7 separate regions of the Mus musculus genome follow, and regions 1, 2, 3, 4, 6 and 7 are each linked to region 5. The links are chromatin contacts, called in public HiChIP or PLAC-seq and promoter capture Hi-C maps. All regions are on one chromosome and are shown on one strand. The core of a region is the stretch at or near the end of the contact, and the rest is flanking DNA. Distances in the headings are between cores, read along the strand shown.

Evidence for each region. Promoter capture Hi-C pulls out the DNA fragments that hold promoters and counts their contacts. HiChIP or PLAC-seq counts read pairs in DNA pulled down with a chosen protein or histone mark.
Region 1: an HNF4G HiChIP or PLAC-seq map of pancreatic cancer cells shows a contact between it and region 5. The contact joins the promoter of Zdhhc17 here to the promoter of Phlda1 in region 5. A contact is called at or near these places in 3 of 39 promoter capture datasets (hematopoietic stem and progenitor cells, liver and pre-B cells), 2 of 484 Hi-C or Micro-C datasets (CD8 T cells and embryonic stem cells), 3 of 115 datasets of contacts at active chromatin or transcription factors (memory CD8 T cells, pancreatic cancer cells and thymic regulatory T cells) and 1 of 9 other capture datasets (liver).
Region 2: a contact with region 5 is called in an H3K27ac HiChIP or PLAC-seq map of regulatory T cells, with 5 times the contacts expected there. The contact joins the enhancer-like site here to the promoter of Phlda1 in region 5. A contact is called at or near these places in 12 of 39 promoter capture datasets (the 3T3-L1 cell line, 3T3-L1-derived adipocytes, the C10 cell line and 8 more), 11 of 484 Hi-C or Micro-C datasets (the Ba/F3 cell line, the G1E-ER4 cell line, the HPC-7 cell line and 8 more) and 12 of 115 datasets of contacts at active chromatin or transcription factors (CD8 T cells, the SCID.adh cell line, bone marrow-derived dendritic cells and 9 more).
Region 3: a promoter capture Hi-C map of pre-B cells shows a contact between it and region 5, with 2.0 times the contacts expected there. The contact joins the enhancer-like site here to the promoter of Phlda1 in region 5. A contact is called at or near these places in 10 of 39 promoter capture datasets (the 3T3-L1 cell line, 3T3-L1-derived adipocytes, the C10 cell line and 5 more), 1 of 115 datasets of contacts at active chromatin or transcription factors (effector CD8 T cells) and 1 of 9 other capture datasets (adipose tissue).
Region 4: a contact with region 5 is called in a promoter capture Hi-C map of pre-B cells. The contact joins the enhancer-like site here to the promoter of Phlda1 in region 5. A contact is called at or near these places in 10 of 39 promoter capture datasets (the 3T3-L1 cell line, the C10 cell line, the HPC-7 cell line and 6 more), 5 of 484 Hi-C or Micro-C datasets (embryonic fibroblasts, germinal center B cells, granulocyte-monocyte progenitors and 1 more), 2 of 115 datasets of contacts at active chromatin or transcription factors (bone marrow-derived dendritic cells and embryonic forebrain) and 1 of 9 other capture datasets (adipose tissue).
Region 6: an H3K27ac HiChIP or PLAC-seq map of stem cell-derived neural progenitor cells shows a contact between it and region 5, with 4 times the contacts expected there. The contact joins the enhancer-like site here to the promoter of Phlda1 in region 5. A contact is called at or near these places in 17 of 39 promoter capture datasets (3T3-L1-derived adipocytes, the C10 cell line, the HPC-7 cell line and 11 more), 2 of 15 datasets of contacts at CTCF or cohesin (large pre-B cells and pro-B cells), 12 of 484 Hi-C or Micro-C datasets (the N1E-115 cell line, cerebellar granule neurons, cochlea and 7 more), 33 of 115 datasets of contacts at active chromatin or transcription factors (the 230-238 cell line, the NIH/3T3 cell line, VIP interneurons and 24 more) and 3 of 9 other capture datasets (adipose tissue, liver and pancreatic islet).
Region 7: a contact with region 5 is called in a promoter capture Hi-C map of liver, with 13 times the contacts expected there. The contact joins the enhancer-like site here to the promoter of Phlda1 in region 5. A contact is called at or near these places in 23 of 39 promoter capture datasets (the 3T3-L1 cell line, 3T3-L1-derived adipocytes, the C10 cell line and 15 more), 10 of 15 datasets of contacts at CTCF or cohesin (the G1E-ER4 cell line, the NIH/3T3 cell line, embryonic stem cells and 5 more), 251 of 484 Hi-C or Micro-C datasets (3T3-L1-derived adipocytes, the 63-12 cell line, the AML12 cell line and 125 more), 74 of 115 datasets of contacts at active chromatin or transcription factors (the 230-238 cell line, CD8 T cells, the HPC-7 cell line and 52 more) and 5 of 9 other capture datasets (adipose tissue, embryonic stem cells, embryonic tail and 2 more).

What each region holds. Positions count from the first base shown.
Region 1 is chr10:111,008,636-111,012,466 of GRCm38.p6, reverse strand. Zdhhc17 (zinc finger, DHHC domain containing 17) reads left to right here and starts at 2,401. Exons shown (of 17, transcript NM_172554.2): 1 at 2,401-2,529. The coding sequence starts at 2,437.
Region 2 is chr10:111,100,530-111,104,288 of GRCm38.p6, reverse strand. No RefSeq gene overlaps it. Among named protein-coding and RNA genes, the nearest start is that of Gm29916, 19 kb to the right of the region's middle. Within about 2 kb of position 1,853, at least 141 of the 459 cell types and tissues checked have an H3K27ac peak or open chromatin away from gene starts, as enhancers often do. A contact at or near this core is called in the Ba/F3 cell line, the G1E-ER4 cell line, the HPC-7 cell line and 8 more, where this site is marked.
Region 3 is chr10:111,140,294-111,143,997 of GRCm38.p6, reverse strand. No RefSeq gene overlaps it. Among named protein-coding and RNA genes, the nearest start is that of Osbpl8, 23 kb to the left of the region's middle. Within about 2 kb of position 1,252, at least 6 of the 459 cell types and tissues checked have an H3K27ac peak or open chromatin away from gene starts, as enhancers often do.
Region 4 is chr10:111,118,065-111,121,658 of GRCm38.p6, reverse strand. No RefSeq gene overlaps it. Among named protein-coding and RNA genes, the nearest start is that of Gm29916, 36 kb to the right of the region's middle. Within about 2 kb of position 2,243, at least 99 of the 459 cell types and tissues checked have an H3K27ac peak or open chromatin away from gene starts, as enhancers often do. A contact at or near this core is called in the HPC-7 cell line, adipose tissue, bone marrow-derived dendritic cells and 3 more, where this site is marked.
Region 5 is chr10:111,503,707-111,507,630 of GRCm38.p6, reverse strand. Phlda1 (pleckstrin homology like domain, family A, member 1) reads right to left here and starts at 1,345. Exons shown (of 2, transcript NM_009344.3): 1 at 1-1,345. The coding sequence starts at 1,226. The coding sequence ends at 9.
Region 6 is chr10:111,865,942-111,869,761 of GRCm38.p6, reverse strand. All of the region lies in intron 2 of Gm20758 (predicted gene, 20758), which reads left to right. Among named protein-coding and RNA genes, the nearest start is that of Gm20758, 6.5 kb to the left of the region's middle. Within about 2 kb of position 2,446, at least 33 of the 459 cell types and tissues checked have an H3K27ac peak or open chromatin away from gene starts, as enhancers often do. A contact at or near this core is called in the 230-238 cell line, the N1E-115 cell line, embryonic stem cells and 4 more, where this site is marked.
Region 7 is chr10:111,931,497-111,935,065 of GRCm38.p6, reverse strand. No RefSeq gene overlaps it. Among named protein-coding and RNA genes, the nearest start is that of Krr1, 39 kb to the left of the region's middle. Within about 2 kb of position 1,910, at least 10 of the 459 cell types and tissues checked have an H3K27ac peak or open chromatin away from gene starts, as enhancers often do. A contact at or near this core is called in the HL-1 cell line, heart atrium and liver, where this site is marked.

The DNA.
Region 1 (3,831 bases), core at 1,152-3,651, 500 kb after region 5:
AGCTACAAACACAAATGGCTCCAATAGTCAGTCAGATAAAGACAATGAGTAAGAAGTCTATGTCCAGTGGTGGCTGAGCAAGAAGGCTCAGGTGCCCCAGGTTTTCCAGATAGGCACCTAGACTTTCTTCCCTTCCTTCCTCCCTCCCTCTTTCTTTCTTTTTCTTTCTTTCTTTCTTTCTTTCTTTCTTTCTTTCTTTCTTTCTTTCTTTCTTTCTTCCTTCCTTCCTTTCTTTCTTTCCTTCCTTCCTTCCCTCTCTCTCTCTTTCCTTCCTTCTCTCTCTTTCTTTCCTTCCTTCTCTCTCTCTTTCTTTCTTTCTTCAGACGAGGAAGGATTAATTTCGGTCTATGGTTTTGGAGGTTTCAGTTATCTTTGTCTTCATTGATTCTTGGCCTGAGTGAAGCCAAGCATCGTGGTAGTGGGAGCATCATGGAAAAAGCAGGTTGACTCATAGTGGACAGAAAGAAGAAAGAGCCAACGACAAAACAAAACCAACAACAAAATCCCTACATTAAAAAAAAAAAAAGAAATATCTTGATTTACTTAATTTTGTTATCTAGTTAACCTACAGCTTTTTAAATTACCAAACCACCACGTGGGCTAAACAGTAGATTTTGCTGACTCAATTAATTTGGACCGTTCTTTCAAAGCCCTCTGTGAACCCAGGCTTCTCAGGTTGAACACCTCTTTTATGAAGATGTCCACCATACACCTGCACTCCATGGGCACTCATACAAATTATTTTGTTTTTGTTCCCCATACCTAGTTCTGTCGTTCATTTCATGTTGGTTTGAATGCCACACCCTCTCAACTGTTTCTTTACTCTTTTTTTTTCCCCTAGATTTGGGTAAATGCAAAAGCCTAAGGGTAAGGAGATCGAGCCTGTAATATTACAGGAAAAAAAAAAAAGAGTCTGTTCATGCTGACACGTGACTGAAGAAAATTTCGGTGCTGTGAACGAAAAACTAGGAATTCTGTTTAGAATTGCATGGTTTCTGGTTTCTGCCAGGACAAAAAAAGAAAGAAAGAAAAAAAAAAAAAGAAGAAAAGAAAATCGGTCCGTGCCGGAAGGAAAAGCCCTGCTGAGAGGATACACACAGAGACAGGCAGCGCCAAAGAGACCGCTTCTTTCCCCCCACCAGAAGCAGCTATAAAATAGCATATTCATCCTTTTTCTGAGTGATTACTGCCCGTTTACCGACGAATACTAGGTCTACTTTGCCGTTTTCATTTGTTACTGGGAGAGCACAGTATTGAACGGACCTAGCCTCGTGATCTCGTCCAATGCCTTGTTACTCCTGGTTTTTCCTCACCTCCTCAGAATCGATTATGTCCAATCCAGAACCGATCTCAGCTCTCCCCAGACCCTCCTCAGATTCTTTTGGCGGGAATATAAACCTTACAAAGGGGTTTCCTCTTCCATGCCCCATCCTTTTTTCCTCTGACGTGCCTTCCTCCCGATCTACCAGTAAATCTGGCTTTGTCCGACTGCAGGTTTTTTCCCCTCTGGTGATCTTTGGCTGATTTGGCTTTGACAGGGGACTGGTTAGTATCAGAATCTCTAATCAGATCGCTCTTTGCTAAATGTTCCCTGGCGCTGTAGAGATTTACAATCCCTAGTAGCCCAAACCAGAAACAAATCCTTTCTGCAATTGTTCCATCAGCCCCCTCCCAACCCCAATATCCTCTTAAAGCCGGCTTTAATCATTTTTATCTGGGTCACACTCTAGAGCTTTCATTTTAAAAAGGTTTCACTTTTGAATCCCCGGGTCCCTATTAAAATGCAGCAGATGGGAAAGTGTGGGGCTTTGACCTTGTCAAAAGCAAGGATTTTAAAAAAAAATGCCCTAGCTCAATCGCAAAGAGGGCATCACACAACAAAAGCTTTTTCAAGGAAGCCAATTTTTTTTTTTTTTTTTTTTGTCCTTGCTTCTCCCGGTGTCCCCGAGGCACAGGTGCGGAGGCGAGGAGAACGCATCCTTGCTCTCCCAGGGTCACACCCTAAGCCCTTCCAGCCCTTGGAAGGCTCGGGACCCTGCCCTGCGCGGCTCTGGATCTCCGTCTTGTGTCGCGCGCGGCCTTTCCCGGGTGGCCGGAGCCGAGGAGCAGCAGCAGCAGCAGCAGCAGCATCGGCCTCCGACCGGGACCCGCCCCCGGGCCGCGGCGCCCACGCCCAACGCGGTCCGCTGCCCCGGCGCAGTGCAGCAGAGAGCACACTCCAGCCCCGGGCCGGGTCGGGCCGGGCCGGCGCACGCGCATCGGGACCCGCGCCCTCCGCGGCGGGAGGGGCTGAGGGGGCGTCCCGGGGGCTCGGAGGGAAGAGGAGGTGGCGGCGGTGGCGGTGGCGCCGCGTCGCCCTCATCCGGGCTCGCGCTCGCCCTCGCGCTCGCCCTCCGCCTTGCCGAGCCCCGCGAGGCTGAAACGCTTTCTCCCAGCATGCAGCGGGAGGAGGGATTTAACACCAAGATGGCGGACGGCCCGGATGAGTACGAGACCGAAACGGGCTGCGTGCCCCTTCTCCACCCGGAGGTGAGGGACGGCGCCGAGCGCCTTCCCGGGACCCTGCGGTCCCGCGGCCTCGCTCCCTCAGCCTCGCCCGGGGCGGCGGCCGAGGCGTCCGGCGCGGTGACCTGTGGCGGGACCCCGGGGGAGGCTGAAGAAAGCGAGTCCAGGCCCGAGCGCGGCGGCGAGCGAGCGGATAACGGGGGAGGAGATAGCGGGGCGGGCCCGGCCGGGGCGGGCTCTGGGACGCCGTCCCTGGCGGTGCCTGGAGGACAGAGGTGGGGATGGCGATGGTCCTGTGGTGTCGCCGCGCTGCCTGCGGGTGCAGGGGCGACGGGGGCCTGCTGACACTTTGGAACCTCGGCCGGAGCCCCTGGTCTCGCTCCAAGCCTCCCCAGGCAGGGGAGGCAGCCGATCTGCTGTTTGGTTTTAACTCTCTCCTCGTCCCCTCTTTCTCGGTGGCGGATGACACGACCCTTCCCATCAGTTCACTCGTTCCCCGGGGATCGTAGTTTTCCTGGGCAAAGTGATGTCCTTCCAGATTATGCCATAGCAACCAGCTCGCCGCTGGGGACAGCGAATTTCGGGGTGTGTTTGCCCTTAGGCTATTAAAAAGAAAAGAAAAGAAAACAACAAAAAAACAAAAAGAGAGAGGGTCTGAACTTTGGCGAATAAACGCACGCACCCATTAGCTTGTCACAAAGTAGCGCTGTTTGGGGACTGTCAGGGAGGGTAGACAGCGCAACACGTTTCCCACCGTTTTTTCTTTTGTATCTCCTGGACGGGAACAGTTTTCTCTGCCGGAGCCGTCAGGTTCTGCCCGTTGTTTACCTCCCAGTTTGTAGCTGAGTTTGTGTTTAGTAAAGGCCTGGAAGCAATTCTTTGTGTATCCAGGTTTGTTGATTATTATTATTATTATTATTATTATTATTATTATTATCATCGGTGCACGGTGAGATGCGGGGAGGGCAGGAAAGTGTAGCGCAGCTTCCTGCAGAACTCAGGTCGTGTTTTGAGGTTGAGAATGGTGTCCAGATCCGTGGTGTTCGAATAAACGTGGTTACTTTGCATTCGATTGATTTTATTTCTTCCTGGCTTTTGTGTCTTGTTTTTTTTTTTTTAATTGTAAATACAAAGGACCACTTTCGTATTAATACCCTATTATCTCTTAACTTGATCATACACACACACACACACACACACACACACACACACACACATACACACACACACACAAACTGAGACAGTTTCTTAGAAATATATGCTGAGACAAGTCTCATTAGAAAAGACTGTTTTGGGTTTCTGACACAGCTATGCAGTAAGAAGAAA
Region 2 (3,759 bases), core at 604-3,103, 400 kb after region 5:
TGAACTCAGGACCTCTGGAAAAGCAGTCAATGCTCTTAACCACTGAGCCATCTCTCCAGCTGCTCGAGAAATGTTTTGTACCAGAATCCATCCAACTCTAAGGATCAACTGTTTAGTGTCTTCTTGTTCTGCAGCTTGAGGAAAACTCTATTTCTTGAGTGTGTGTGTGTGTGTGTGTGTGTGTGTGTGTCTGTCTGTCTGTCTGTCTGTCTGCATGTGTGTTTCACAGCCCTCCTGGAGTACAGTAATTGCTCTGACCACATATTAATAACTTCTCTTTACATAAATCTCCAAACGCATATAAAAGGACTAAAACTGAAGCTATTAAATGATCTGAATGAATTCTGCATGCAACTTTGCTTTGTATTACTATATAAATAAGATAACTATAAAAATAAGAAAATAGAGTTAATTACTCCTAAAAGAATGTTCTAGACTCCTTCACATTGTGCAGCCATAATGGGGACCATTTTCTTCTGTCACAGCTTTCTCCCATGATGCTTTTGCCTTGTCACGGACTTAAAAACAACAGACCAAGCTGAGCATGGACTGAACTCTCAAACCCGAGGCTCCCACCAGAGGCTCCTCGTTTGCTCTCTATTGCTGTGATAAATATCACGGCCAAGAGTAACCTGGGAGAGGAAAGGGTTAACCCAAGTTATAATCCACCAGGAAGGGAAATCCAGGCAGGACTCAGAGGTAATGGAGGAACGCAGTTTAGAAACTTGCTCCTGGTTGCTGAGCTTATTTATTTATTTTTATTCATCCCAGAACTATCAACCCAGGAGTGGTCTGGACTATTCCACATGGATCATTGGTGAAGAGAATGCTCCCCCACAGACTTGCTCACCGGCCAATCAGATGGAGGCATTTTTCTCTCTTCCCAGATTGCCCTAGCTGTGTCAAGCTAACGCAATACTGACCAGCACAGACTTCTTGCTCATGTTCAGGAAGCTAACGGAGCACTTCTCTTAGCTAAGTCAGCTGCTTATTCTCTGCGGTTGCTGCCTCACGGTCGGACGGACGGACGTGAAGTCTGATGACTCACGCCATGCCGCTTGACAATAGCCAATCCTGGGTGCTCTGTGACCGTGACACCCCCAGCTTTGGCACTACTCACTCGCTACTCTGAATTTGAGTCTTTCCATTTCTGACACCTACAAGCCTCCCCTTTCTTACATGGATTTGAGTATGAGGAGCGGAGGGGGCCAGTCTACATCCGGTCAGTTCATGGATCAAAACAAAAGCACGACTATAAAGGATCAGAGAATCAATATTATCTATATTATCCCTCAGCTTGCGGCTACTACACCTGGGTGGGGCTGGGGGCGGGGCAGCAACCTGAGAGACGGGGGGGCGGGGGGGGGGCGGGGGGGGGCACGTTCTGAATGAAGCAAGCTTTTGATTCCGCTGCCAGAATCCTGTCTGCTTCACCTGCAAAGATGAAACAGAATTTAGAAACTTGATTGTCTGTCTTGAAGACCAGAAAGTCTGACGCTCATAAGATTGAAGGCATAGGTGATTTAAGAAACATCCACAGCAGTGACTGGTCCAAGTTCTTTGAAAAGTGTCTCGGAGGCGTTCGCTTTCCTTTCAAGATTCGGAATGCGCAAGAAGCTGCTGATTGGTGGCTTGGTTTTACGCTTAGTCTTGGATAAAGAAACACTGTTGGAAAACAAACTTGGTAACAAGAACCACACATGGAAACTACCGCATCAATGCAGGATTAATCGGCTCCAAACACGCACAGATTCCCCTCTGCTAAAGCAGGAAATACTCTGGGTCCCACCAGCTGCATCCTCCTCGCTGGAGGCCAAAGATGCCAGAGATATTTAAGCCTAAGTGCTTTCGGTTCTGTCCTGGCCAGAGGCCACGGGTGCCAGGAAATAGAAGCAGTTTTGCCTTATCTCCCTTGGCCTAAAGGAACCCTTTTCCCAGAAACCAAATATGATGTCAGGGCTGAGACCAGGAATGGGAGCGGGCTTGATCGGCTCACCCCAGCTCCAGGCCTCCATCCAGTGAGGTCTCATTGGGAGACTCACTGGAATCCCACTTTCTGGGAACCCAGTGGCATGGGGACCCTGACTTTTTCCTTTTTGAGTTTTCTGCAATAGAACCGTTCTTACTAAAACTCACCCTCTGTGAGTCATGGAATTCATTCTTCCAGTTCGTGAGAAGAGAACCTGAAAGCCACTGGCTCCAACCGCTGTGGTTTTCTGAGTTATCTGAGACCCTAGTTCCCCAAGGTGAGCTCACAGAGCAGAAGAGAGGCCCTGCTCACAGACACCTCAAACTTTACATATTGTTAGAATCTGATAAGTCAAAAATTACTTAAACTGCAACTCAAGATGGACATTGGTCAACATGGATGTAAATAATTCCAGCGTTAGGGTTAATTTAATGGCTGTGGCTGGCCTCCTTCAGATTCAAACTCATCATGGCTGCTTGGGAATGCTTAAGACAACCCACAGTTCCTTTAGGAGACTGTAGTACAAGCCATAGCTGCTAAGGCAACTCATACAAAAGAGAGCATGCTGTTGCTTTAAACAAATTCCTAGTTTTGACATAAGAAATGCAGTTCTTGGCCAGGCGGCTCAAATTCTACATAGGGAAGAAGAGTTCAGCAAGCTAACAGACAAAACGAGTGAGGGCATAGTAGCTACTGGGCAAAGATTACTATTCAAGGACAGATTACAGACTGGGCAAAGCCGGAACACGCGAGCATCAGGATTGCAACTTCTTACCTGTTTAGCCCAACCCGGAACCTTGTGCGCTTCCTGTGTGAGCATTTGGAAACCAAGTGTCAGGTGTTTGCAAGTGGGATTCCAGAAAACTGATTGTGCTTCATAGCTTGGCCAACACTGTTTTTTCCATTAATAAAGTTTGGGAGAGCAAAAGAGAAGGAGAGGAAAAGGGGGAGGAGAAGGAGGAGGAGGAAGGAGAGCAGGTGGGAGGCAAAGGAGGAGGAGAGGGAGGAGGGGAGGAGTGAGAAGAATAGGAGGAGAAAGAGGAGAAAAAAGGGGGGAAGGGGAAGAGGAAGGAGAGAAAGAGAAAGGAGGGGGAGAGAAAAAGGAAGGAGGGGAGAAGGGAAAGAGGGAGAAGGTTGTTCTATGTAATTTGTGTAGTTCTGCATTACCCCTCTCCTTCAGGGGTTCTCTTTCTATAAGCAACTTGCCTATTTTTTTTTTTAATGTATCCCTTAGCGAGACCCAGCAGTGTTAGATTAAATGTTGCTTGCTGTTCTCTGTGTTGGTAACTTCCATTTCCAATAAATTCTCTCCCCCTCCTGCCTCTGTATTTCTGGTACTGGCTTTATTCTGTGGTAGAAATCGTGTTGGGGGCAGAGTGCAAACCCTTCCTTTGGTACATGAAAGGGCCGGCCATTTTCTACTCACTCTGAAGGGGAGCTGCATTCAAGCACGCATGCCCGGGCCTAAAATGTCAGTGCTTTGCCATGCAGATTTGTGCACACACGAAAAGGAATTCAGTTCACCTCAGGGTTGTAATTTAAATAATCGAACCACTTTTTTTTGCAGTTCATTGACTATAGTCCCCCCAAAGCCCTGTGAAGATGTTACACCCTATTTTAAGACATAATATAAGATATCTTAAAATAAAATCACACTTACAAACCACTTTGTAAGAATTGCACAATCAAAGCTTAAGGTATGCTGAAGTCACAGCTTTCTGAAAATCACTAATAATTCCCTTTTATCCTATGCAAAATGATAGTGATACCAGGATTTGTGAAACATGTAT
Region 3 (3,704 bases), core at 3-2,502, 360 kb after region 5:
GTTACAGATGGCTGTGTGCTATCATATAGATGCTAGGATTCAAATCCAGGCCCTCTGGAGAGCAACCCAGGTTCTTAACTGCCAAGCCATCTCTCCAGCCCCACTGTCTTTTTTATTTTTTTAATCAAAGCCCTACTTCTTTTTTTTTTTTTCTGTATTTCACATAGAATTTTCCAAACTTTGCCTACCTCTTAATACATCGTTGATAAAATCAGATCTGTAATTTCTCTGCAGAAGATCCTGCTGACTTTTATTTTTCCTGTGTTGTTTGACTCGGTTTGGTCTGGATATTTTGAGGCTGGCATCTCAGGCAGCCCAGAAAGGCCTCATATTCAGTTTACAGGCAAGATGACCTTGAACTTCTAATCCTCACGCCTACATTTTTTTTTTTTTCAGAGAGCTACGACTATTGACATATATCACCAAATACCGTTGGTTTATTCAGGGCTGACAATCATGCTCAAGGCATTGTGTATATGAAGCAAGTATCCTACTAACTGAGCCATGCTCCTAGCTTCTCTATCCTTAATACAAGTTAAAATGCTCATAGTACATATAGTCTCGTCTGTGACTAAATATACTATTTCGGTCAGTTTTGTCTACTCTGTATTTATACAAACATAGTAGCTTCCTGAGAAGTCTCAATTTTATAAGCCATTTCAAATATAATCCTTTCAACTTCATAAGCTGTAAGTTTTACAGGTGCTAGCCTCACCCTAGTCACGCACAATTACCAAACATCTGTAAGTTATTCTACCTTTGTTCTGAAATAGAAGCAAGGCTAGCAAGGGGCCTGGACTCTGTAAACGACAAGAGCTTCAAAGCTTATTTCATGTATGCTGTTGTCAGAGAGTGAAGGTGCCGTGCATGCTTGCAAAATTACCAGGGAGCAGCCATCTGTCCACGTTTTCTAGTGACAAGCCCTGCCTAGATGTCTTCCACCAGGTTTCTAACCTATTCCCCAGGGGTGGCAAGGTAGAGGACAGCTTTTATTAGATTTTGTTTATTTGGGTGATACTGCGCATGTGTGGAGATCCAGGGACAACTTGGAGTCTCTCTTTCCGACGTGCGGGTCCTGGCGATTGATCAGGGTCAAGCACCTTGACCCACTGCAGCATCTCACTGGCCTGAGAAAGAGAACTTTACTTTCCAATAAAGGTCCTTGTCTGTGTGTCTTCACAGTTCATCTTCTGCTCTGAGTTCTGCTGATCGATGGCCTTCCCTCTCCGCTTTCAGTCGATCTCTACGGGAGACCTACTTTTGCCTGTAAACTCTCACGTGCACGGCTTTAATTAGATTCCCAGCTCCAGTCCCACAGAATCCTCTCTCCGGAAATAGACAGTGGTTAACAACTCCATCCTTCCTTTGTTCTCTTCTGGGTTTTGTCTTGTTTTCATGTGGCCATGCATGTGCCTGCTTGAGTTTGTGTCTGTCATGTACCTGCCTGTGGAGGTCAGAGAGTTGGCTATCTCCTGGAAGTCATAGGTAGTTTGTGGGTCACTTGGTTTGATGCTGGGAACTGAACCTCTTTCAAGAGCATTAACCACTCAACTAACCAGCCATCTCTCCAGGTCCTGTTTTGTGGTTTGTTTTACTTTGCTTTGTTTTGCTGTGCTGTGTTTTGTTTTGTTTTGTTTTGTTTTGTTTTGTTTTTGAGACTGGTCTCAGGCTGGCTGTAAACTCACTGTGTGGCTGAGGAAAACCTTGAGCTCCTAATATTCTTGCCTCCAGCACCCCAAGTGCTGAAATTGCAGGTGTGGGTCACCATACCCAACTCAAAACTTAACTTTTGAATGTCAGCTCCCTTCTAGAGATCACCGAACTCATGGACACTGTCTTAGTTAGGGTTTTCCTGCCTTGAGCAGACACCATGACCAAGGCAAGTCTTATATAGGACAACATTTAATTGGGGCTGGCTTACAGGTTCAGAGGTTCAGTCCATTATATGGCAGCCTTCAGGCAGGCATGGTGCAGGAGGAGCTGAGAGTTGTACATCTTCACTGAAGGCTACTAGCAGAATACTGGCTTCCAGGCAGCCAGGTTGAGGGTCTTAAGGCCATGCCCACAGTGACACACCTACTCTGAGGTCACACCTTTTCCAATAGGGCCATAACTTCTAATAGTGCCACTCCCTGGGCCAATTATATACAAACCATCACAGACACTCAGTGGTCTTACAGTATTAAACTAATTTCACTTTCATAATTAGCCAAATCTTTGTAGATATTATTTGCATCTAAACTGCTATCTTTACTGTCTCAATCACTTTGCGTTACTTTCTTAAATTGCTAAAGCACATCATTTGAAAATATCTAAACTAAGGACAGGGAAAATTTTAGAGCAAAATGACCTTTATTAATGACAAGTAAGACAGGTATATATAAATCTGAATCGCAAACTCATGGGAGATAAAACCCAGAAAGATTACTTCGGAGTGGTGGTGATACATAGTTGCAGGTTTGTTTGTTGAGACAGGGTCTCATGCAGCCCAGGGTAGCCGCCTACTCATTAAGTGGCAGATGATAACCTGGTCTACAATAGCAAATTCCAGGCCGGCTTTTGCTACCTGAAACCCTACCTGGAAAAAAAAAAAAAAAAAAAAAAAAAAAAGAAAAGACAGAAAATACTATAGGGCTGAAAACATATCTGTTAGTAAAGTACTCGTATACATGCAAGTATTTAATCCCCAATACCCCTAAACCAGGGGAGTGGTGCACACCTGTAACCCCAGCACTTGAGGCAGGGAAAAAGTATATTGCTGTGATTAGAGTAGATTCATCAGACCTGTCAACTAAATGCAATGTATGGAGTTTTATTAGATTTGAATTCAACCAAACTGCTTAGTCCTAGCACTTAGAAGATTGAAGCAGGAGGATCACCTGGAGTTTGAGGCCATCGTGAGCTACACAGTGAGTTGTAAACTGGCTTGGACTACAGATTAAAATGCTATTTCAGAAATAAATAAGTAAATAAATAAATAAATTATATATACATACATACACACACACACATATGCATACACACACACACACATTGATGGACAATCGTGATTGTGTTCTCCTGTAACTCCAGCACTCAAACAGTGGAGTCAGGATGATCAAGAGTTGGAGGTCATCCTCTGTCACCCAGTGAGTTTAAGAGGCTAGGGTACATGAGACACTGTCTCAGTACCACAGCAACAAAGGGACGGCAGACAAAGACACTGGAAATAACCAGGAAAATTTTAACACTGTTTAGGAATTGGATGCTATCAAGAAATTACTGAGCCTTCATTACGGTGATGATCCATGGTTACCTGTTTGTTAGGACAGGGTCTCCTGTAGCCCAGGGTAGCCTCAAATTTTCCAAGTGGCTTAGGATGAACTTTTGATCCTCTCGCCTCTGTCTCCCAACTGCTGCCTTTAAAAGCATGTGCTACCACATCTGAGCCAAGCAGTGCTATGGACAGAACCCAGGGCCTCACGTATGTTAGCCAACTGAGGTACATCTCCAGCCTCTGTGTGTGTGTGTGTGTGTGTGTGTGGTTTTTTTGTTATTGTTGTTGTTATTGTTTCTTGGACCCTTACTGGGAGGGGGGTATGTCAATGTATGTCAATTTTTTTTCTGTACATGGAGGTCAGTTCCATGGGAATAAACTATAATTAATGCATGTTATTTTTTTTAACCTTAACCAAATATAAAACTATAAAAACCATTGCCTCATT
Region 4 (3,594 bases), core at 994-3,493, 390 kb after region 5:
ACACACACACATGCACACATCTGTTCTCTCTCTCTCACACACACACACATACACACTCACACACATACACACACACACGCACACATACACACACTCATACACATACACACATACACACATCTGTTCTCTCTCTCTCACACACACACTCTCACACACACATCTGTTCTCTCTCTCACACACACACACATACACACACTCACACACACATCTGTTCTCTCTCTTTTTCTCTCTCTCAAACACACACACACTCACACACATCTGTTCTCTCTCACGCACACATACACACACTCACACACATACACACATCTGTTCTCTCTCTCTCTTTCTCTCTCTCTCTCTCAAACACACACACACACACACACACACCATAATAATTAAGTTGAAAATTTAAAAGAAACCCTGGTTTACTTATGGTCTTGTTGGCAGTTTCTGTTTGGTGGTGTCATGATCTGCCATACTCTGCTCTTTCTTCTTGCCCAGTTTCCTATCTTCAAATAGCCACTCTGTCTTGCCAAAGTAGAAATTACTTATCTCTCATTTTATCCAATTGACTAGATCTCCATTCATTTATTTAAAAAGTTTGGTTCATTTATTCACTTCTCTGTTTGTTTGTGAGATCCGTGTACACACACACCATCGTCTGTGTGGAGGTCAGAGAACAGAATGCTGGAGTTTGTTTTCTTCTACCACTTGGGAGGATCAAACTCAGGCGTTTGGGGGTTGTCAGCCCCTTCCCTGTGCTGAGTCATCTCACTGGCCCCTTACCATAAAGCTCATTCACTTGATTCTAATCTTGTTACTGTAGTCATTCATGTGAGAAAGGTACCCACAGGCATGCTCACGAAGCCTACTAAGAGTATAATGAGTCCTTTATTAGCTGGAGACCGAGTCTCATTGCCTCAAGGTCTCTTTTTGTTTGTTTGTTTTTTGTTTTGTTTTGGTTTTTGGTTTTTTGAGACAGGGTTTCTCTGTATAGCCCTGGCTGTCCTGGAACTCACTTTGTAGACTAGGCTGGCCTCGAACTCAGAAATCCACCTGCCTCTGCCTCCCGAGCCTCAAGGTCTCTTGGTGAGGAAGCTCAAAGGTACAGTGTTTCTAAAGGCAAAAATCATAAAGACCAACAACCAAAGTTAGGTGAGGTCACTTGAAGTGCTTACTCTTGCCTGAGCATAGTAATTATTTCAGATATAACATGACAATTATTTTTAACTTACACCTTCTTCAGTTATTTTAGCTTACACTGATTATGTTGGCTAATACGTCTGGAGCATGGTCAAAGTCACAGAAATATCAAATGTGTGCTGGAGGCAGACATGATCGTTGTGGGGTAGAGGGCCTTGTACTAAGCAAACTCAAGTAGCTCCAGGATACAGTATCATTACCTCAGTCACTTCAGCTACATCTTACCCTTCATAGTAACAGATTTATAGAAGTTAAAAAAAAATAAGGATATTATGAGGCTCAAGTTCGAGAGCAGCCTGGGCTATAAAATGATACCGGTTTCAGAAAGCCATGAGGTATGGGTTTAAGGCCATCTCACAGAGAAGTGTTAGCCAGACAGAATGTTGTTTTGTAAAACCCCAGTTTGGTAGAATTGTGCCAATTCCAGTAACTACAGTGGTTTAACTTCTGGAAATAAATTAACTTGTTTCTCCAGATGCTGGGCTGCCCTGTGAACCCCAAGTCCTTGCCAGCCCAGGAAGATGTTTGTGTGTTACTTGACATTCTTTAACTGACTTCTCACCTGCTACTGTTAGAAAACACCAAACTCCAGCCACAATAGGAACCTTTCCTGCAACCTACCCCTCCCCAACTGCTGCCCTGTAACTACCCCAGCTAAGTGGACAACAGACTACAATTCTTATAAAAAGCCCTCTGAGTTGCTGCTCCCTGTAAAAGGCTGTACTGTCTTAAGTCGCTGGTTCGTTTGTCTGTCTTCCTTTCCAGCTGACATTTCAAGGAGACGTTGAATAGTCTTTTATTTGACAAGTGGTAGGAGCTACTGGAGACAGCCGAGCAGATGCAGAGATGATGTGGTGAAACAGGCTTAAATTCAGCTTGATGGGAGGAAAAGAGAAAGTTGAAGCAAAAAGGCCAAGGTGGTATCCTGAACAGGAGTGGTGGCCAGAGACAGGGAGAAGGGCGGGGTAAGCTTTGAAAGCAATGATGAAGGTCAGATAAGACGGAAATGGTAGGTCAAAAATAATTAGTGTTCCAATCATGAGTTACAGGAGGTGGTTATACCACTAACAGAAATCAGGAAGCCAGAAAGAGGAAGTCTGTGTGAATTCAGTCCTCTGCCTACTGGACATTTAAGTGATTATATTAAAGGAAAAACTGTGTACAGTTTTAATAATATTTATAAGAACTATATCCTCACAGACAATAGAAGGTTCAATTTACAAGGCTGGGGACAGAGATAGTAGTAGTCATGTATATAGTCAGTGGACAGAGACTCTGCCTAGCATGCATGCAGCCCCCCTCTGGCTGGGTTGGATCTAGTACCACATAAACTAAGCATGCAGATACAGGCTTGTATGCCCCAGCAATGGGAAGGTAGATACAGGAAGATCTGAGTTCAGAGTCAACTTGTCAGTCTAGGCAGAAGACACTATAAAAGAAAAAAAAAAGACTTTATTTGCAAAACAAATTTCAAGGGCATAAAAAAAGAAAACAATATTTTAATTCTCTAGTTTCTCCCTAATTCAAATTTAGGAGTGATCTTTAGTTATTAAAGATGGCTCTTATGTGGTAAATATTTATTATGTGACTCTCATTTTTGCTAAAATTCACATATTTTGTGTTAATTGATCTTCTTAGTGTTAAGTTTTAAACTCAGGACAAGTAACTGAGGTATCTACTTAACAAACATATCAAAGTGGACCTGGCCTCCGGGTTCTCCCAGCATCCCTCAGTCCCTACCTGTTCCAGGGCACGGATGGCACGCCACCCTCTACCCAGAGGCTCTTCCCTAAATAATCCAGATATTTTGGCTACCTACTCTTTGCCCCCTTTTTCTCCTTTTGCCCCTTTGGCCTCCCGGCTGCTGTACTTGAGTCCTCTCTCTCCCTTCCTCTCCCCTTCTCCCCACGTGGTTCAAAGTCATGACTGCTTGGGTTCCCCCACGTGTGTCTGTCTCTCGCTAACTCTTCCACTTATCTGTAATAAACTTCCTCCTTCACAGCATCTAGGAGCTGTCAGCTCCATTTCTTGCCTTTTTTTTTTTTTAATTGCTTAGCATCTCAGATATTATCTTGATTCTCACGAGAAGAAACTCGTGAAGGAAAGCCGGTTAACACGAGACTAGAAAAAGCAGCCTCTTATCCCCACTGGGAATTCCCCCTAGCGTGGAGTCCTGAAGTTCTAACCAGGGGATGTTATAGGTGACCCCTACCCTCTGCGCAAATGCAAATGGCTCAACCAACTCTTCTTCTTCTAGTCTAAATGGTGAATTCACTCACCATCTATATAAACTGACAGCATGACCTCTCCATTGTGTGGGTATGGAGAAGGTTTTAATTGTAGATATGAAAGAGAGAGAGAGAGAGAGAGAGAGAGAGAGAGAGAGAGACAGAGACAGAGACAGAGACAGAG
Region 5 (3,924 bases), core at 96-2,595:
CGCCCTCTTCAGGCAGAGTTGGAGGTGCTGCGGAGAAGCCGGTGACCCTGCGGCTGCGAGTGAAGAGGCTGGTGCGCGTGCTGGAGTTGGTACGGGTGAGGGTGAGGGTGAGGGTGCGGGTGCGGGTGCGGGTGTGGGTGCTGGTGCGGGTGAGAGTAAGGATGAGGATGCGGATGCGGGTAGGAGTGGAGCTGTTGGGGTTGGGGTTGGGGCTGAGGTTGGGGCTGAGGTTGGGGCTGGGGTTGGGGTTGAGGCTGGATCTGCGGCTGGGGCTGGGGTTGGATCTGCGGCTGGGGCTGGGGTTGGATCTGCTGCGTCTGCGGAGGCTGCTGCTGGACCAGGTGCTGCTGCTTCTGCCTGGTAGACTTGACCGCCAGTATGGCCTGGCGATTTTTGTACTGCACCATCTGCAACGTGATCTCGGCGTTCCAGCCCTGGTCCTGGGGGCACCGAAAGTCGATCTCTTTGCCCTCCGTCATCACCACAGTGAAGTACATGTACTTGCCCTTGCGCTCCACGCAGTCTACAGTCTTCATATTGGAAAAGTGCAATTCCTTCAGCTTGACTGGTGGCTCAAGGCTGGCGACGGTGGGGCCACTAGGTTGGGACGGTTCGGCCGTCCCCTGCCCGGGCTGTTGCTGCTGCTGCTGCTGTTGTAGCTGCTTGGGCGGTATGAGCAGTAGCCCTTCCTCGGTGAGGATGCAGCACTTTTTCTTCCAGAGCTGCAGCAGCCCGTCGCTTCGCTTTTCCAGCACTCCTTCCTTCAGCGCCTTGCAGCCGCTGTTCTCCAGCATCCTTCCGGCATAAGGGGTGCTGCTGCTCCGCTCGGCCTTCAGGCTTCCAGACGCTCCGGCTGGGGGTAGCAGTAGCAGCCCTGCGCCGTCCTCGCCCCAGCGGCTTCCGCGGCCGCCCGCCCGGAGCGCGCAGAGAAGGCTGACTCGCAGGAGACAGAGCGGTGGCGGCGGCGGCGGTGGCTCGGGGTCCCGGCAGAGGGACAGGCGCGTCCTGACTCGCCACAAGATCCCGGAGCCGTGAGCGGGCTGCTCTCTGCCGTCCTCCGGCGAGCGCTCACTGAAGGGCACTGGCCGGGGCCCCTCGCGGCGCTTTTCAATGGGCCACCCTCCCCACCCCCGAGTGACACCCAGCGGAAAAGGCGGCTCCTGGCGCCCGCGCCGCGGGGGAAAACCCAGCTCCGAGAGGCGCTCGGCAGCCGGCGTACGCCTCATTAACTTGGGGCCTTCCCAGAGCCCGCCGCGGACACGCCCCCCGCCGCCGGCTCCGCCCCAGCCCCGCCGCCGGCTCCGCCCCCGCCCCGCCCCACCGCCCACGGCCGCCCGCGCCGCCTGGAAGCAGGTTCTGGAAACTCCTGGAGGCTCCACGCGGTCGCTGAGGTCGCCGCGGCTGCCGGGCGGCGACTGCCGACGCCCAGAGGGCGCCGAAAAACCATCCCCCCACGGACCGGCCCTTCCTTAGCAGGTGGGCTCTCCGCTGCGGGGGTGGGTAGCAGATCCAGGCAGGCCTGGGGAGCCACCCCTGGGGTCAACGCGGAGCCGACTCCAGACAAGGGCATAAAACTTAGGGGACGAAGTTCCATAGCGGGCATTACCCCCCCCCCCCCCATAGCTATGTAAACATCTCAGGGAACAAAACCCAAGAGTGCTTCGAGCTTTTTTGTTGTTGGTGTTGTTCAGCCATTAAATAAATAGTTGTTCCTGGGGGCAATTAGCTAAGGCAAAACAATAAAGCTACCAGTTTGTAGTGACAGGGAAATAAGGGTGGACTCACTCCAGGTATACATTCTTGACTTCCTTTCCTGCCACAGAACACAGGCAAAATAGCCAGACTCACCAAGCGGTTTTTGTTTTTGTGAGTGTATGTTTTGCTTGTGTGTGTGTAGTACGTATTGTATGAGAACGCAGGTCAGAAATCAGCAGATCCCTAGAACAGGTTCTGGGAATTGAACCTCTGCGAGGAGTGCCATCTCTCTAGGCCCTCGGGTTTCCTTCTAGATCAGACCTTGCAGTCCACAGCAGTAGCAGGGTAGGCAGATGTCCAGCATTGGGAGGTCATACACACAAGCCTTGGCGAATGTCCTACAAACACCTGTGGGAATCTGACTCTGGAAAGTCCTAGTCTCCGTCTTGCCTTTAAACCTTTCCTGATAAGGTAGACTATAAAGCACAGATCTAGTCTCCAGTTTGGGAAAATAACCTCTAAGCCTCCTCTCACCATAAGGAGATAGGACAAAACAGGCTGTTGGTCAGACAAGGGCTGCTGCCACACCGCCAGGAAGAATCAGGAATCCAATCGAAGAGAATGTCGAGGATGAACTATTCAAAGTCTTTCGTGTGTCGTGCTATGAAACTCGAACTTAATCTGAGAGCTAACAGAAATGTCTTCTCGAAAACAGAGTTCTTGGACCTTCACCCAAGGTTCTGATCAAATGGACCAGTTCAAAAAAAACAATTCTGAGTCTTACATTTGGACTCATTTTACAGCCTTTCGTTTTTGTTCCCCATTCCCCCCCCCCCCCAAAAAAACAAATGTAAAGATTTCTAATGTGATCATGCATAAGCATTATCTTTGTGTATACCAAGAATAGACTTGTAATTCTGATTACTAACCACCTTAATTTCTTTCCCCCACCTCTGTAGAACAGGTCAGCACTCCAGAGTTCCTATACTACCAGCTGTCTTTTTTCAGCAGAACAGCATTCTCTTGTTATCTGGAAAGTGCATTTATAGTATCCAGAGTCCCTAAAGCCAGGTAGAGGTTTGTAGCCAACACAGAGAGGCATAGTTGAGAAAGGTATCCCATTTGGAAAAGCACTGAACTGTGAACTGTAGCCCAGTTTACCAGGCACTATTTTTCCTAAAACAGTTGCAAATGCCCAGTCATCATAGATTTCCAACGTGTTCACTTCATTCTGACTAAAGACTTTAAAATTCCCTGATTCCCTCTGGCTGTTTCACAATTAGTATTTCTGTGGTAAGCTATGTGTACATTGACCACAATAAGTTCCATTATTGGAAATTTAAGTTTCAGAATTTTGTAGCCTGAAACTCTGCTCTGTTTATTTCAACTGCCACCTCACTTAACTGGCTAGAGAGACTTTTTCCTAAAGAAAACAAACAAACAAACAAAATCCTCAAAAGATAAATCGTCAGAAAATGCAGGAAACATTAAAAATGTTTTCCTTTACATAATTAATGGTTCATTCAACTTGTTTTTAAGGTGTTCTGTTTTCCACCTTCCTGGCATAGCCAAGTACTTATTGCCAAAGAGTGAAGCAGATTCCCCAAGCTAGATACTCAGTAGCTCTTATAAACGCCTGATACTCAGTAGCTCTTATAAACGCGCCTTTGACTTTAAGAACTGATCACGGAAAATGGGATATTTTACTTAAAAGGACCCTGAAAAGAAAACTCTAGTTACCATGTAACTAGGAATCAGTAAACATACAAAAGGTCTTCTGGGATGAACTGGTTTAGACACTAGAGCTCCAAGCCTTAGGACCCAATTTCATGAAAATGTCTACTCAGGACACACCCACTGAGGACTCTAAATACACCACCTACATGGCAAGCAGAGAACGAATGCATTCATCACCAGCACCCTGCACTCTGATGGACAAGGGGCCTAGACAGCTCAGAGGGCGGGAGGGAGGGAAGCAAGGTCGGGTGTGGGCAACAGACCAGCTCCGTGCACAAGCTGTGTTCTGCCGTAATCCCAGACCTCGCTTCCCAGTTTCCTGTGTCATCAAGGTTTTTTTTTTTTTTTAACTACTTCAACACATGGGTCATAAAGATTGCAAATGCGTTGAGAACACGTGCCTTTCACCATTCTTTCCTCTCAGTACCTAGCCAGCAAACCCTATCTGCACTTGGTGTATCTTTAAAACGTACTACAGCACGCACTAAACTT
Region 6 (3,820 bases), core at 1,197-3,696, 360 kb before region 5:
CTCTCCTAACCTGGTAATGCGAACTCATCCAGCCCTGCTTCCTCCTTAATTCCCATTGACCTATTACTGGTTCTGTTTTTTGACAGCTGACATTGTTTTATTAATTTATGTTTCTTCTGTTGTGCTTGCATTTCTTACGGAACTGTCACTCTATAAGGGCAAACATTTTGAGAATCATATTCATTCTCTAGATGTTCATAACATCTAGGACAGTGACTGTCATACAGTATGAGAACCGTAAAATTGATTTTTACATAAAGTTCATCTCTGTAACTGATCAATCAAGATATCATTGCAAACAACAGAAACCAAGTCTAGCCATTTGAAACAGAAAGGAGTCTGTTGAAAGATAATGCTAGCTATTTTTTATACTTCAATTTGCCCAGTCTGTTCTGTGTCCAGATATTTGTCATATTTCTGTGAGTGGTTCTGCATGAGATTAATGTGTAAATTGGTAGAATGATCAAAACAGATTGCTTTCCCTTCCAATATAGGCAGGTTCATCCAATTGGATGAAGGTGTAAATAGAACAAAATGTCAGACCTAAGCTAAGAAAGAGAAAAGGCTTCTAGCTGACTGTCTTGGGATATTGGCATTTTCCTTTGAGACTCCAGCTGGACACTGGCTCTTCTTGGGTCTCAAACCTCTTTGGCTTCAGACTAAAATTTCTCCAGCCTGTGGAGGCAGAGGACTTATTAGCTTCTATAATCATGTAAGCCAACTCCATATAATATTTCCTCACATTTAGGCACAGGCACACACAAACAGAGAGAGAGAGAGAGAAAGAGAGAAAGAGAGAGTGTGACTGCTTCTGTCAAGGGCTCACAAAAGAGCCAGGATTGCTGAATACATGCTTAGAGAAGAATAGGAGTTCAAACCAAATAGCCAGAATCAGCACCAAAATGACACCGAGGAATGGCCTGGTCAGAGCAATGATGCTTTGGCCCTGCCCTTTATGACCACCAGATACCCTGCTGATGCTGAGTGATACATACACACACACACACATCACCAGCCTGAACACTTACTGTTCTTGCTTCTTTGTTTCCCCTTCTCAAGCAAGGATCTGAGCCATATGTTCACAACCTTTAGCTCTGTTCAGAGAAGAAGAGGCCTCATCTCTTCACGGTCCCCTATCTTAACAGCACCATCCACGCTATTAAGTCCCTGAATTTGTGGAAGAACATGTTCAAGCCCACGGGAGCTCCCTGGACTTCTTGCTATGGGCTCTAGACTCTCATGGTCTTGTCTGCTCATCTTGTTATCCTACATAATTTAGAAATAAAAATCTTGCATCTTCTGGGTCCTTCTGAGGATCTCCCATTTTCTCTTGGTTTCATGATTCATATGGAAAAGATTGACAGCTTAACTACTCAGTATGGGCCTCCATTCATAGAATTGGAGAGACGACTGCTGAACTGGGAGAGAAGAGAGATGCTCTTTAGACTAATAAACTAGTCTACATTTTCCTCTTAAATATCATGTTGGTTATATCCTACTTATTACTTTATAATATCTCTGCAGGAAAATCAAGTTTTCCTGCACCTAATATATCTATACTATTATAGATGTAATATATCTATACTATCTATATGTATTATTTCAGTCATCGTAAAAATCGTAGGTCTTAGAGTTTTGATTGATCCTAGCTATTTAACACACAGGATGTTCCACATATATTTATTCTGGGCAAAGTTATTCTTATACTATTTTAGTACCTTTGTCGTCTACAGTCTAAGAATCAGAGGCCTTTTCATCAGTCTGTGAGGGTTTAAAATTAGCCCTCCTTCTGATTTGCTAGCAAGGTAAACCGTTGACAAACCATGACATATGAAGAATAAACATGGGTTGTGGTTTGGGACACAAGAGAATCACAGTGGGAAGATTGTTTTTAAAGGCTCAGCTCATCGGGGAATAGAAAGAAGAAAGAAGAGAGACTGCCTGCACCAGGCTAGAAGCCATTCTTTGTGTTCTGCTTCCTGGCAGAACAACAGCAGAGGTGCGGCAGCTTCTGTTGCTCCCTGGGGAACTGACAGAACAAAGAAGTCAACACTCTTTGGTTTCCGAGAGAGACATTTAAGCAAGAATCGCCTGTCTTTCCTCTTTGTTTCTTCTTCTTCCTTTATTATTGAATCCAAAAGACACTTCGAGGGTTGAAATCCTTTTCAAAATTAGTTTAAGTCTGGGGCAAGAGTTCGGTATTTTAGTGGAAATTGCAGCAGGCTTATTTTGGTTCTTTTCATCAAGTCCTCTAATTTGACATTCGGTTGTTAATTCTTGAGTCAGTTTTTACTTTTTTTCCCCCACCAAGCTACAGTTAAAACTTAGCATCTCCAATTTTCTCTAAAATGCTTGGCAGCACTGTGGGTACAGCTCTAGGTAACGCCCGATGTAAATGACTTCCCTGTCTAACCTGACGCCTGTCAAGGGTTAATGAGAGGATGCCAGCCTCTGCTTTGCAGAGTGCCTGTGGTTACTCCTCTAAAATGTAGTCACTGACATTCTAATCCCCAGGGTGATGGAATAAAGGGGCAGGGGCTTGGAGAATAAATAGAGCACGAAAACAGAGTTCCTCAGGCTGGAGAGATGGCTCAGCAGTTAAGAGCGTTGACTGCTCTTCCAGAGGTCCTAAGTTCAATTCCCAGCATCCACATGATAGCTCACAACCATCTGTAATGAGGTCCCATGCACTCTTCTGTTGTGTCTGAAGACAGCTGCACTGTACTCATATAAAAAAAAATAAATCTTTAAAAAAAAAGAAAGAAAGGAAAAGAAATTGGAATTCCTAGGAAAGAGACTAGTGCCCTTATTTTTAAAATAAAATAATATAAAATAAAATCCAAGTCTTGGGCCAAGAGACAGTGGTAGATTACTCCATTAACATGTGCAAAACACTAGGTTCGAATTCTAGCATCAGAAAGAAGAAGACAAGACAAGGTTTTGCAAATAATAATAATAATAATAGACCCAATGAAAAGATCTCTTCCCACCTCTGCCATACCGGAACCCAGAAAGAAGGTACCAACTAAGAATCAATAAGCAACTGCTTGCCAAATCTTCCCAAGCTTTTGATTTTAGACTTCAGTACCTAGAACTAAGAAAATTTAACTTCTATTTTCTATAAACTGCCTAGCCTGTGGTCTATTTTTTTTACTAGCATGCCCAACAGACTAAGACTTACCTAGGATTTACCATGGGTAACAGTAGATGAGACTTCTTAAGACTCAAAGATTAAGAATACTGTCATAACCGAGTAATGCCAGCACTTGGGAAGCAGAGACAGGCAGATCTCGGAGTCTGAGGACAGCCTGGCCTATATATTGGGTTCTGGGACAACCAGAGCTACATAATGAAACCTTGTCTTGGAAAAAAAAAAAAAAGAATATTGTCACACCCCACATTACTTGGTTGTTGGGTTGCGCTTGTCTGCGAGTGTTAGGGGTGTAGCCTACTTAAGCTCCCCTAGATCTTATAGAAGTCCTCCAGTTTTGGCTTCCTGAATTCTGGGACTAAAAGCATGAGTTACCATGTACCCTGATTCAGGCTGTATTTGAACTTAGGAACAAAGCCAGCTGGACCCACAAGTGAGAAAGAATTTGAGATCTTCCAGTGAGTGGCTAAACTCATACTAGACTGACTGCTCAGTCCCAACTGCCTTTTAAGACAGCGTCCACTGCGGCCCTGTTCCATCATGGATACACTGTTCCAGATGAGAGTAACTGCTCTCTCTCTCTTTATCTTTCTCTGTCCTTCTCCCTCTCCCCTTCCTCCTTCCTCTCCCCTCTCTTCTTCCCTCCTACTTCCCTCTCCTTCTCTTCCC
Region 7 (3,569 bases), core at 661-3,160, 430 kb before region 5:
TGTGTAGCCCTGGCTGTCCGGGAACTCACTATGTAGACCAGGCTGGGCTTGAACTCAGAAATCTGCCTGCCTCTGCCTCCTGAGTGCTGGGATTAAAGGCGTGCGCCACCAACGCCCAGCTCCTAATCTACTCTTCTAACTGTTGGCCTTGCTACCTCCCCAGTGGTGGACCCCAGATATGGCTGTTACTCTTTGCCACATGTTCATGGTCCATCTCCCCTCATGGCAGCCTCCTCCTCTTCCCTAGTTCTTTCTTCTTCCTCTCCTGGTCTTACCTCACTCCTCTCTCTCCACCTTCAGAGAGGTAACTAGAAACCCACCTACCGCTAATCCCTCCAGTATTTGGCTGTAGCCATTTTAATTTAACCAATAGTTTCAAATCCAGGAACAAGGTTTGCACAACAAAAGCTTGTAAATGTGAGAATTCACTGTAGGCCTAGGTCTTAAGGTACAGAATTCAGCATTACAGTACATAGCAATGGGCCAAACTTCAGTAGACCTGAGCTTGATCCCTGCTACACATACAGTGGAAGAAATGAACAACCTTCCAAATACAGTCCTTTAACACACACACACACACACACACACACACACAATTATCAGTCCTAGGTTGTTTTCAATTTCTATATCCCTTCTTTAAAATCCACATCACATTGATTTATTTTTTTCCTTTGTTTAAAGTAAGAAAGGTTTATCTTGGCATATAGTTCAGGGGATAAAGTAAGGAGATTGAAGACTAGTCTATTAAGGTAGTACACGAGAAGTTGAGGACAGCTGATTGTATGTCTTCCCTTTTGTAGTATGCATGTATGTATGTATGTATGTATGTATGTATGTATGTATGTATGTATTTAGTGTGTATGTGTGTGTTCATATGCACATGCACCATGGTACTGGTGTGGAGGTCAGAGGACAACTGTTGAGACTCAGTTCTCACATTCTCCACTGTGTGAAGCCAGGGGATTGAACTCAGGTCACTAGGCTAGGCTGCCTTTATTCTCTGATATCTCTCACCAGCCTGCCTGCCATACGTGATTTCTTAATGTGATAAGCTGAATTTGAGAGAAGGCCCAACTCTCTTGACATCCTTTGAACCCGTGGACCTCAACCTTCATAATGATGTGACCCTTTAACACAGTTCCTCTTGTGGTGGTGACCCCCAATCAAAATTATTTTTGTTGCTACTTCATAACTATAATTTTGCTACTATTATGAATAATATTGTTCATAGTTGATATTTATAATAGTCTTAAGTGACCTCTAAGAAAGGGTCATTTGACACCCCCCCCCCTGCAAGGGGTCTCCATCCACAGGTCAAGAGTCACTGCCATAAATGGTGTTTTTCTGTTCCCGCCAGCAATTCACTGATGACCTGTGATTATTCTATACTTTTGTTTAGTTTGTTTTTTTAGGTGATTGTTTTCTGTTTCCCAGGTTGTCTATGAGGGAATTCAAAATCCTTTTCTCCTGTGTTATCAAAGAACCCTTAAGACGTTAAACCAGACCACAACTTGCAACTCATTTGTATCCATTTCCAATTTGCATACTGTGAAGGTAGGACAGGTACCCACTATATGTCTCCTTCTCTAGCACCTACCATCGAGACCAGTTAGTATACAATAAAGTATTTCTGAGACACACTTAATAAATGCATGGATATATGCAGAAAATTTAAACTGTGAAGCAGTGTGAGCAAAACCACAGAAGCTATGACATCTTGACACATAGGAAGAGCCGTCATATGCTTGTCTATTTGTATCTCAGACAAATGTCAGGAACTTTGATTGAGAGATCCTGGGTAGCGTGTAGCCATAGCTGCCTCTGGAGAACCTGGGTTAAGGACACTGCCTGAGGACTATTGTTGCAAATAGAATTATTTTTAGTCTTTCTATTTAGTGGAATGCATTCCTTTGCGAGGAATTTAAAGTGCCTAATTCTCTTGTCGCCTTAATTGTCACAGTTCCAGCTTTGGGAGTCCAGGATTATCGCCCTATTTCATGAATGAGAAAGCTGCAGAGGCTTAACTCAGTCAGGGCTGCTCAGGTAGGAATCTTTTAGAGGAGAGATTAGTACTGCTTCTCTCATTCTTAATGTTTCTACTGGGCGGAACAGCCACTGGCTTTAACATATGCACACTCAAAGTTTGGCTGCTACTGAGAGACCCAAGCATTCAAAACCCCAAGGGTCCTGTGGCTACACACATTAGAGCTGCCACAATCAATAACGTCAAAGGTCAGATTCCTCTTACCTCTTGGCATTTGCAGCCTGAAGCTCAGAGACTGGGAAGTCCGTCCTCAAAGCTGGCTGCATAACGTGCAGTGCTGAATGCAAATGAAAACTCCTAACTGCTTGCTTAAAATGTATCAAGGTTTGGAAGAGACTCTGTAGACCAAGTGCGTGGCTTTGGCAGGCTACTCACTCTTGGAAATAGCGTTTCCCAGCTGTCTTCTCACCTTCCAAGACCTTCATCAAGTTTTATCCAGTAATGGTTTCTAACGTGCATCTTTTCTACTTGGGTTGATAATGCCTATCCAATGCAATATAGCCTCTGAGATGGCATTAGGACATAGTTCCTAAAATAAAGATCCATTGCTCTGGGTGTAGAAATTGTTGTAAAATTATTATTAGCAGTATGTTTGTGTATATGATACTGGGATGGGGATGGGGGTAGGTGCCACACTTACCATGGCATTCGTGTAGAAGTCAGAAGACAACTTTGTGGAATAGGTTCGGCCCTTCCAACCTCTGCCTCTGTTATTTTAAAGTATTCCCTTTCAATACTCCGAATTTCTTTGGTGTCTGCTATAATGTTTTCTTGTCCACTTCCGGAATTCTGTTAACTCGGGTCTTCTCTTTCTTTCTTGCATGTTTCTATTTCTACGGTGAGTTCTCTGACGACTGAGCTCAGGTATTCATGGTTGTGAGGCAAGAGCCTTTCTTCCCTGAGCTACATCATTTCTGCTGGGGGGCTAGAAATAATTTTTTATTTTTGTTTGCAGCTGCTAGGCACGGTACAGTGTTTGGTTTAGAGTCATTGTTTAAATCATGCTTTCTCTCTCTCTCTCTCTCTCTCTCTCTCTCTCTCTCTCTTTCTCTCTCTCTCCCCTCCCTTCTTCTCTCCCTCCCTCCCTATCCCCTTCTCCTCTTCCTTTCCTCCCCCCTCCCATGTGTGTGCAAGTGTGCATGTTTAAGAGTAAACTACAATAAATGAATCTACAAGGAAAGGATACTTGCTATGTTTCATTCACTGAAGTGTCTTCTGATCTTACAGCAATGATTGACAGCTAGAAGTTATAAAGTATTTGTCAAGTGAATGAATAATACACTGTATGAAAAGTTGCCTCCTGAAGTGGGCCCTAGATTCACTTCAGCCAGGTGCAGTCTTGGCTGTCTTCTTTATTGAGTCTTTGAACTTGAAAGCCACCAGATATACCTTACAATCAAAGTGTATGTAGCCTCCAAAACCGCTGAAGAAATGAACTGCAGGAATCCTGTAAGATTGGTGAAAGACTGAGCATGCTTTGCTAAAATGTCACATGCTTTGCTAAAATGTCACATGCAAGGACTTA